Regions from separate parts of the Columba livia genome. Here region 2 is linked to region 1. Evidence: chromatin contacts called from public Hi-C data. All regions are on one chromosome and are shown on one strand. Each heading gives the region's core, a stretch centred on a gene start, on an enhancer-like site or on the middle of the called end of the contact. The rest is flanking DNA. Distances are from core to core; before and after follow the strand shown. Region 1 overlaps MYH15 (myosin heavy chain 15). Region 2 overlaps BBX (BBX high mobility group box domain containing).

Region 1 (4,399 bases), core at 467-2,966:
GCCTGTGAGGCTGGATGTACACAACAGAAAAGCCTCAGGAGTGCGAAATGAAACAGCCACCAGCAGACTTACGTTCTTTTTACCAGGTTCACCCAGGGCTGCCACCGTGGCAAAGTACTGGATGACACGTTTCGTGTTGACAGTCTTGCCAGCACCGGATTCTCCGCTAAAGGAAGGAAGAAGATAACATGGGAAGGAGGAAGATAACAATGGGTGTTGCTCAAATGGCTGTAACTCATCCTTTCACCTTCCTGCCCTGCCAGCTCCTCCCTGCACACAGGCTGTTCGCAGAATCACCGACTCTGATTTCTGCACCCCGTTGTTTGGCCGTTCCAGTGGAAATCACATTAAATTGATTGAATAAAGAGGTGAATGCCTACAATAGCAGCAGCTAGTTTTTTCTGTGACTGGGCTCAGAAATCCAGTACAAACCCATGCTACACTGAGCTTCCTTTAAGTGAATGAATTTTTATTACAAACATCCAGACTGAGGATCTGAGGTATACCTATACATAGCTAAGGAGTTAGAAAACATACAGAAAACCTGCAGTAATTTACCAGCATTATCCAGAAGCACACAAGAACTGTGCAGAGAGATATTCAGCTCTCCATCTTTCATGCTTGCCAGTAAATGATGTGCCTCTTCTGCCTGGGTCATCTCTCTCCTTTTAGATGTGTCTACACAACACACTTATATATGATTTGCAGCAAGAGCAATCACATTGAAAAGAAGGAGTCTTCTGTGTCCAAAGAGAGCAACCACAGCAAAGCTAACCCTGGAGGAAGCTTCTTTAATTGCCTGCTGAGTTGTTTTCATGCCTACTTGGAATGAACACCAGATGGAGATTAGAAATGGGCCAGCCTCCATCAAACCCTTAGCTACTCCTTTTTCATGGGGCTCAAGGCAACCATCAGATGGCCAAATTGCTGGTTTGAATCACATTCCAGGCAATTTAGCAGAGCTTTCAAAGGTCAACTTGCATTTCAGTAGTATTTTTTTTCTTCTAAGTTTTTCACAGCAACAAAGTCTCATATCAGTCAAAAAAAAAAAAGCACTTACGTGATCAGCATAGACTGATTCTCACGATCTGTGGAGGAAAAGAAAATAGATAAACTTAGTAAGCTATACAAATCACTTATTAAAATTGCAAATGAGTACCAACTATTCCAGAATCAGTCCTGCAAGGACAGGAGATAATCACATGAAGCAGAGATGGAAAGATAAAAACTAGTATCATCTAGTGTGACCTCCAGCAACGCCGTTTCTAGCCCTGGCCTCAATCCTCCTCTTGTGCTTTGTTGAAGTCGGTATTAAAGATCTGCCATTCATGTGTGTTCCCCCTGTGTCTGGGAAACTATAAAAAGGAAAGTAATTTCCTGTCATCAGAATGCTTCTTTTCTTACTCCTGAGTACATCTTTGCTCACATTTGACCTTTCTGCTCTTGCAATACTAGACCAACCCAAGTGATTTTGCTGTTTGTTCACAAGCCGTTCCTTGTTATGTGTACATATGCTTCTTCAGTTGGCCATACTGCTGGAATGAAGTCTTATAGTGTCCCTGCTGTTAATGGCCTGACCAGAAATAAGCATTTAATAGAATACTTTGCAACCTTAATATATTATTAACCAAATTAAGCAATTGCTAAATCGTATCAGCTTCCTAAGCCATTGAGCCTAAGTACCTCTTTTTTAATTTCAGTCATCGTGAACAGGTTACGTGTTAGGCAGCCTTGCCAGATTTCACTGTTATCTGATAAAAGAGCGTTTCTTTGCAGCCATACACACATCCCTTTTGCCCAGCGCTTTCTGTCCCCTCGCAGCTGTGGCATTTTCCATCTTATCAAAACCAGGTGACAGCAGTATGTGTCTCTTAGGGATTTACGGATCAGGACCCGGTGTGAGCACACCACTGCTGCCCTCTGCTGATAAACTCTTTTTCTTCTCTCCAGTAACTTAAGGATCAGGGTGAGAAAATTTCACAGGAATAACTGGAGTTCATTGCCGCAAGGCTGGTGCCCAGACCCAAGGCCATCAGTGCAGCACTGACCCACGGCAGGTTCATGGGAGTGATGTGCATGCAGCACCTTTGATAGCTGGCCTTCACTACCCTTTGAATGTATACATCTTGTAAGTGTCAGAATAACGACCATAGACTGACAGTAAGTTTATTTCTGAGGTTGGGAAAATGTTTACAGACCTTGGGGCATTGCTTCATTTCTGTTATAAAGTGATGGATTCACCCAGTTCAGACAGCTAAATTTGTGCACCTTACAGAAAATCCATATACAGAGCTTATTCTTGCCAGAAGTACCACAGGGACAGTCAGGGGAATTTTTTAAAAGTTAAATATTTTAAAAATATATTTTAAAATTGACACAGATTGTCAAGGCCCTGTTGCTTGTAGATTGTTTGCACATTTATTGCACACTACAAAAGCTCTCACAAACTTCCACCGGGTACCAATCATGTTGACTAAATAAAGCAAAACCAAATTTGAAAGTAAACAGTGCCACTTACTCCGCAGCATGTCGTGGTACGCATTGTCAGCAATGGAGAAGATGTGGGGAGGAGCCTCCGAACGCCTCTTGCCTTTGTATGCAGCAACCACCTCCGACTTGTAGACAGGCAACCACTTGTAGGGATTTATAGTCACACAGAATAAGCCTGAATAGGTCTAGAGCAGAACACAAAACAAGAGTGAAAAAAACAGCTCAAGGAATTAAAAAAAAAAAAAAAAGTTAATCAAGCAGGAACTGGTGTTGCCAGTGTCTGATTTGAGTTTGAATTCCTGAATTTCAGCCTTTGATTTGAATTTCTAAAGCTACTAGTCTGCTAAGTGACTTCTTATTGGCAACTGATATCAAAACTACAGATATTAAACAGTTTTCCAAAGGGGAAAATATATTTTCTAGGTGACAACCAGAAACAGAAACAAGCCTTTCAGCAGAACAAAGGAGCAGCCAACAGACCTGCATACAATCTGCCTTGCTACTCAGTGAGAGTTGTTTCTTCTTGAAAACAATCATTATGAAGGAAAGAAAAATTATGGTTGGCTTGTTCAAACCCCATTACTAAGAAGAGAAACCTGGGAGAAACAATCTCATATTATTTATTTGATGTGAGCACCTTGGAGCAATTTCTGGTGGGTGTTCAAAGAAAAACCAACTTCATAGTGTTATTCCCCAAAGCTGCGGAGCTTTTTCCAGCTTTTGGAGAAATTGGTAAAGTTGGTAAAACTCCATCTTTGTAGTTGCTCTTTGGGCTATCTTTGTGGATGCCCCATCCCTGGAACTGTTCAAGGCCAGGTTTGGTGTGGCTTCTGAGCAACCTGGTCTAGTGGAAGGTGTCCCTGACCATGGCAGGGGCCTTGCAACTAGATCATCTTCAAGTTACTTTCCAAGCCAAACCATTCTGTGATTCTGTGATGTACATCAGTTGACTGGGGCTGGTGGTTCTGAGGAAGAATGAGTTTTCAATTGTACCCATGAAGAATCTGTATTAGCTGATAATTTTTCAGGTACTTGGTCCGGGTTGAAGCAGGAATGCCCAAATAAACCCAGCTATTATATGGGCACAAGCACTATGCACACATAGGTTAATGAGCTTAATTACATTGTAAAAGTTTCAGGTGAAATCCAGGTGCCTTCCCCTGAAAACAGCATTAGGACCTGTTCAGAGTGGCCTTGACATGAAAGTAAAAAACAACCCAACCAGTACATTAATTAATATGACAAATTTAATTTTCTACCTATACTGATCTGTAAGCAAACTTATGCTTTATGCCATCCATGTCCATGTGGTTATTAGAGAAATGCAGGAAATATTTAACAACCTGAACTGAAATGGGAAAAAGTTGGATTCACTCCTCTGATGAATACCAAAAACCAGAACAGGGATTGGCTAGAAAATCTATAGATTCCCCTGACTATTTCAGACACAATTGATTGCAGCAAACTGAGAACAGAATTCTGGCCTAATGAAATTAGATGCTACTGAAGCTTGTTCTAGTGCTGACAGAAATTATGTTAATGATGTCATACGACCAATACAGAGCAAGGGAAAAGGCCAGAATGAAACAAGACAGATGTCAGCACTGAAAACAAAGGGAATAAAATTACTGTACTAAAGATAGAAAGGCTCATACTGAAAAGAAGTTTTATGTGTGCTTTAAGCTTGAGGCATTGTTTCTTAACAAGGAAAACTTCATGTTTAGTGTTGACAGGGATTAATATTAGGACAGGAAAAATAAACTAAGTCTCCCCAAAGCCTTGACTGCTGAGAATATGTCCCATGACACTCCTTTCTTAGGCAAGCAAGCAAAACCAAAGAACTAGATGCTATCTTCTTCATTCATTTTTTTCTGTCTGTATTCAGACAGAAGCAACTTCTTTCCTGAAA
Region 2 (4,526 bases), core at 1,446-3,945, 180 kb before region 1:
CAGCATTATTTCAGCTGGCAGAGGTAATATTAAAACACTGGTGACTAATTACCACAGGTGCAGTGGGGCGGAGAAGTTAATGATGTTGATTGCTGAAGTCTGGAAGGCAGAACAGTGCTACAGTTATAATTACACTGTTGCTTATAGAAGCATGAATTATCACGGTTTGGGTGCCACAAATCAAGATTTACCCAGACTAGCCATCAGCTTGGAGGTTTCTAAGAGTCTGTGCTGCAGCTGAGAAGAAGTACCAGTCCATGATGGCAAAGGGACTTTCCAGTCAGCATTGAAATAGTTTCAGTTCCTTGTTTTGGGATTTGGGGATTTGACTGGTTTGGCTGAAGATGCAAGGGGTTGATACAGAGGGCTGGATTAGTCTGTTACTCAGGTTAGGGCATTGCCATTACAAATTTCTTTTTAAAGTCATTAGTTGCTTTCATTTATTTTTGCTTTTCATCTGTAGTGTTTTTTGAAGTGAGGAATAAACAGGTCAATAACTTCTGTAAAAACTCTGCTATGATACTCTCAGTAGATCCTTCTTCTGGGAACAGTTAAAATGAATGGCCTCTTATTGAAATGTTGTGGTTCGTTTGTTTCTAAGCTTTTTTTTTTTTTTTCCTTAAAAAAAGGCACTTTTCCAATCTTAAAGACTGTGAATTTCAAGTTTATTTAGAGCTCACAAAACAGAAGTCACTTTTTTTGTAGCCGTATCCACAGCCCTCTGTGCTGTTGGCTACTGTAGAAGAACCAACAGTATAAAGAACAAATCCATTAGCAAGGAGTGTGTGTATGTGTGAAGTGATGGAAATATTACTGTCCAATGAGTTGCATTTTAAAAACTGGTCTTTAGCTTTTGAAAATCATAGGCTGTGTTTACATTGCAGTACAGGAAAAAGAGTCACAGAAGTACCTTGGTACTGAGAATCTACCTCAGCATAGGTGTGAGGTTCTCCTCTGCACAATTTAAGCTGCTTCCTAATAGACACTGTGCTGCCAGAGTTCCGATGTTTCCAGTGCTCAACCGAGCTCGTTCTACCCCGTGCAGCATGAATATTGGAAACTTACTGCAAAGTGGTTTTTTGTTGGTATTATGCTCATATATATTTTGGTGTAAGAGTTATTTTTAGTCTGCAAGGAAAAAACTACCTTGTTGATTTGAGAAATCTAAAAAAAAAAAAAGGCATTAATAGCATTGGGAATTCAGCTTGGGGGCTTTGAGAGGGAGAGTAAGAAAAAGCAAGCATGTCTTCCCTATAGCAGCTGCTTGATGCTGTGAAGGACTGCCCTCTGTAGCAGTGTCAGCGGAGCTTACAGGTGATCCAAAACCAAGAGGATCTCCCAAGTCAGTGCTGCAGGAACATGGCAATTTTAGGGACCATTTACAGCTCTTCTTTTGAATATTGCTGTTCCTCAGACAGTGTGAGGGGTTTGGTTTCCATTAATGTTATCACCAGGAGGTGATAACCATGGCAACCACTGCTGCTTTTCAGTTCTTTGCAAAATAAGTCTGTGACATGAGAAGAAAGATTTGGAAGGCTTTTTTACTACCTTCCAAATTATTTTGCACATTCAGGTAAAAGAAGATCTCAGTTGCTGAATTTCAGTTAACATCTTTTCCCCCTTCTCATCCAGAGCCATTTGGAAGACAAAGGAAATAATTGTATGTAGGGACAATTGGGAGTTACAGAGGGTGCAGATGTGAGATTTTAAGTAACTTGTGTGTGGCAATAGAGACGCCGTATTGCTCCATTGCATTTAGGGTGTTCTGAAAATCAACCTAGCAGTGGGTTTCCAGGTTATATAAAAGGCACTTCAAGGATCATGGAAACACTACTGAGATAACTCGGAGCCTTTTTCTATAAGAGCAGTAGAACCCACCAGCCTTCCTCTAGCATGTAGCCATTGTCATGTCACATCAGTTTTGGTAGGGCTTCAGCATAATTTGGTTACCTGAGCTAAGATGCTAGAGGGTTTTCCTGTGTAATGCTCCTGTTAACATAGGTAAGTAATGTTATCAGTTGGTGTTTGTTTCATGGGACTATTTTTAAACCTGTTTTAGATGTGCCTTGCTTCAGAAGGAGTCAAAGTGAAGGAACCTGGGAAAACAAAAGTGGAAGCACCACAAGATGTGGGAGAAGCAGCTGCAGAGGAAATGGAAGTAGAAGAACTGGAGAAAACAATAATAAAAGACTCCTGTAAAGGACAAGTAGAACAATCAGAGATAGAGAAAATGCAAAACTGGGATGAGACAAAAGCTGAGGAATCAGAACCTACAAAATGCAGAGATTTTACTAGTCTTGCAATGGGGAACAGTCCTTTTGAGAGAAATGATAGCACAAAAGATCACATGTGCTGTTCTCCAGAGCTTTCAATGGGTGACATGAATATCCTCGGGCTAAAGCCGGAAAAGATAAAGAAGAAAAAGAAAAAAAATAAGTTGGACCGGCACACAAATGAAAAATCCACCCCCAAGAAACCTTGTAAAAAGAGGCAGTCCTCTGAGTCGGACATTGAAAGCGTAATGTATACAATTGAAGCTGTTGCAAAAGGGGACTGGGGTGCCGAGAGACTCTTGGAAACTCCTCGCAAAAAAACCCGCCCTGTCTCAAATGTGAAGGGAAGCGTGTTGGATACAAAATCACCAAAGAAAAAAGTGAAATCGAAAGAGAAGAAAACATCGAAGGAGAAACCCGCAGAGACCACCAAAGAATCGAAGCCTCCCGATTTCCTTAGTATTGCAGCCAGCAAGGAAGTACCGTGTGAGGCTTCTGATAACATTAAAGTGGAACCACTGACCCCAACAGAGGAGGTGGTACCCCAAAGCTTACCAGAACAGGTCAAAACTGAGGACAGTGACTGTGTTAAAAAGATAGAAACCTGTGGCTCCAGGAAATCGGAGAGATCTTGCAAAGGTGCTCTTTATAAAACTCTGGTGTCAGAGGGCATGCTCACATCTCTGCGCGCTAACGTGGACAGAGGTGGGTGGCTCTGAGTGTTTCATTTACAGCATGAACCACAAAAGTCTTCCTGGAGTGGGAGGAAAAGCAGAAGTCTGTGTTTAAGCAGGAGCTTGTGATGGGAAAGCTGTATCTGGTGACCCAAGATGCTGGGGCCGGGTGGAAGGGATGGGCTTCTTGTCCAGGGCAGATCTTTTGGAGTCCTGCCATCTGTGTTCCTCACAAACTCTTAACCTCTCCCTCTTTGTCTCTCATGATCTGAGATTCAGCTTTTTGACCAAAGGCTTTGTTGGTTAATTTGTCAGCCTGCTGATAGATGTATGCAGGACTTGTGTTACCCTGAACAATTAGCTTGTTTCTGTATAAGCAACTGTTGTGTTTGTGAGCATAGTTCTCAGTCCCTACAAGAGGCAGATGTGTTGTGCTTTTGCTTTGGCTGTTAGGTTTGCTGTAGGTGGTGAGCAAGAACCTTTTACCTCGTGGAAGGGTAAATATCATTTCTGGAAGCTTTGTGGCATGTCTTGAAATGTATTTTTCCAGTTAGTAGATTTATGCGTGTAATTAGATCAGGCAGAAAAGAAAAAGAAGTTTGTAATTTAGGGAAGTTATTACTTTAAATCTACTAATCTCTTTCTCTTCCTTTATACCTCGAAAGATCCTGATTTCACAGATAGTATGAAAGAAGTCTGGGGTGGGGGAGAGGAAGTATTTGCCAATATCATCATTATCCAGGTTACAATAAATAAAAAAAGGTTTTGTAATGACCTCAAGAAGGTCAAGCATCACAGGTTGCACTACTGAATAAGCACACAAGTTCCTTCTGAGCCCAGTTTGTTTTGGCACATTTTTATAACGATGAGAAACAATTTTCTGCCTTCATCCCAGGAAAAAGAAGCTCAGGAAAAGGCAACTCCTCAGATCATGAAGGATGCTGGAATGAAGAAAACTGGGCTTTTTCCCAAAGTGGGACAAGTGGGAACAAAAAACTGAAAAGGACTAAGCCAAAGGAAGAGTTTGGTTTTGGGTAAGTTGCAGCTTAACACTGTTCAAAGTTTTAGTTAGATCAGCCTGATAACTTAAGCATGAGTCCTCCTCATTGCACCTAAATTAACTACATTCAACACCCAAATAATCAAAATCACACAGGATTCCTGAAAATTGCAAACCCCACTGGGCTCAGTCATGCTCTAGAAGATACCTGTTGTTTATATACCAGTGTAATTCCTTTGAGATATTTCCTGCTTTACACTACTGTAAACAAATACATTATTTACTCACTTCTGAAAAAAACATGCAATATTTACTGGCTCAAGAGGTGGTGAAGAGGGTTACTTATATTTTCAGAGCACTTTGCAAGCAGTATTTAGAGTTCTGTGTAAGTGTTCAATCATCATAAACATAATTAGACTAGAGAGAATAGATCTCTTTACCTGCTTGGAGAGATTGCTTGCAGAGGAGAAGTAAAGAATGTTCTAAGGTTGGCAAATAATTATGATAAAGGTATCATTTTTCTATTGTAGAGACAAGATGCTTAAACTGTTCATGTATAGTATGAGGAAATTAAATAGA

What was found. Hi-C and Micro-C count contacts between places; a contact is called where the count stands out from the background.
Region 2: a contact with region 1 is called in a Hi-C map of crop, with 2.7 times the contacts expected there. The contact joins two enhancer-like sites. A contact is called at or near these places in 2 of 2 Hi-C or Micro-C datasets (crop and liver).

Annotation. Positions count from the first base shown.
Region 1 is chr1:69,687,903-69,692,301 of bColLiv1.pat.W.v2, reverse strand. It overlaps MYH15 (myosin heavy chain 15), which reads right to left. Exons shown (of 43, transcript XM_013371209.3): 5 at 2,519-2,675; 6 at 1,061-1,088; 7 at 73-166. Among named protein-coding and RNA genes, the nearest start is that of MYH15, 7.3 kb to the right of the region's middle. Within about 2 kb of position 1,716, at least 1 of the 3 cell types and tissues checked has an H3K27ac peak away from gene starts, as active enhancers do.
Region 2 is chr1:69,869,005-69,873,530 of bColLiv1.pat.W.v2, reverse strand. It overlaps BBX (BBX high mobility group box domain containing), which reads left to right. Exons shown (of 15, transcript XM_065049873.1): 8 at 1-23; 9 at 2,060-2,978; 10 at 3,843-3,981. Among named protein-coding and RNA genes, the nearest start is that of CD47, 87 kb to the right of the region's middle. Within about 2 kb of position 2,695, at least 1 of the 3 cell types and tissues checked has an H3K27ac peak away from gene starts, as active enhancers do.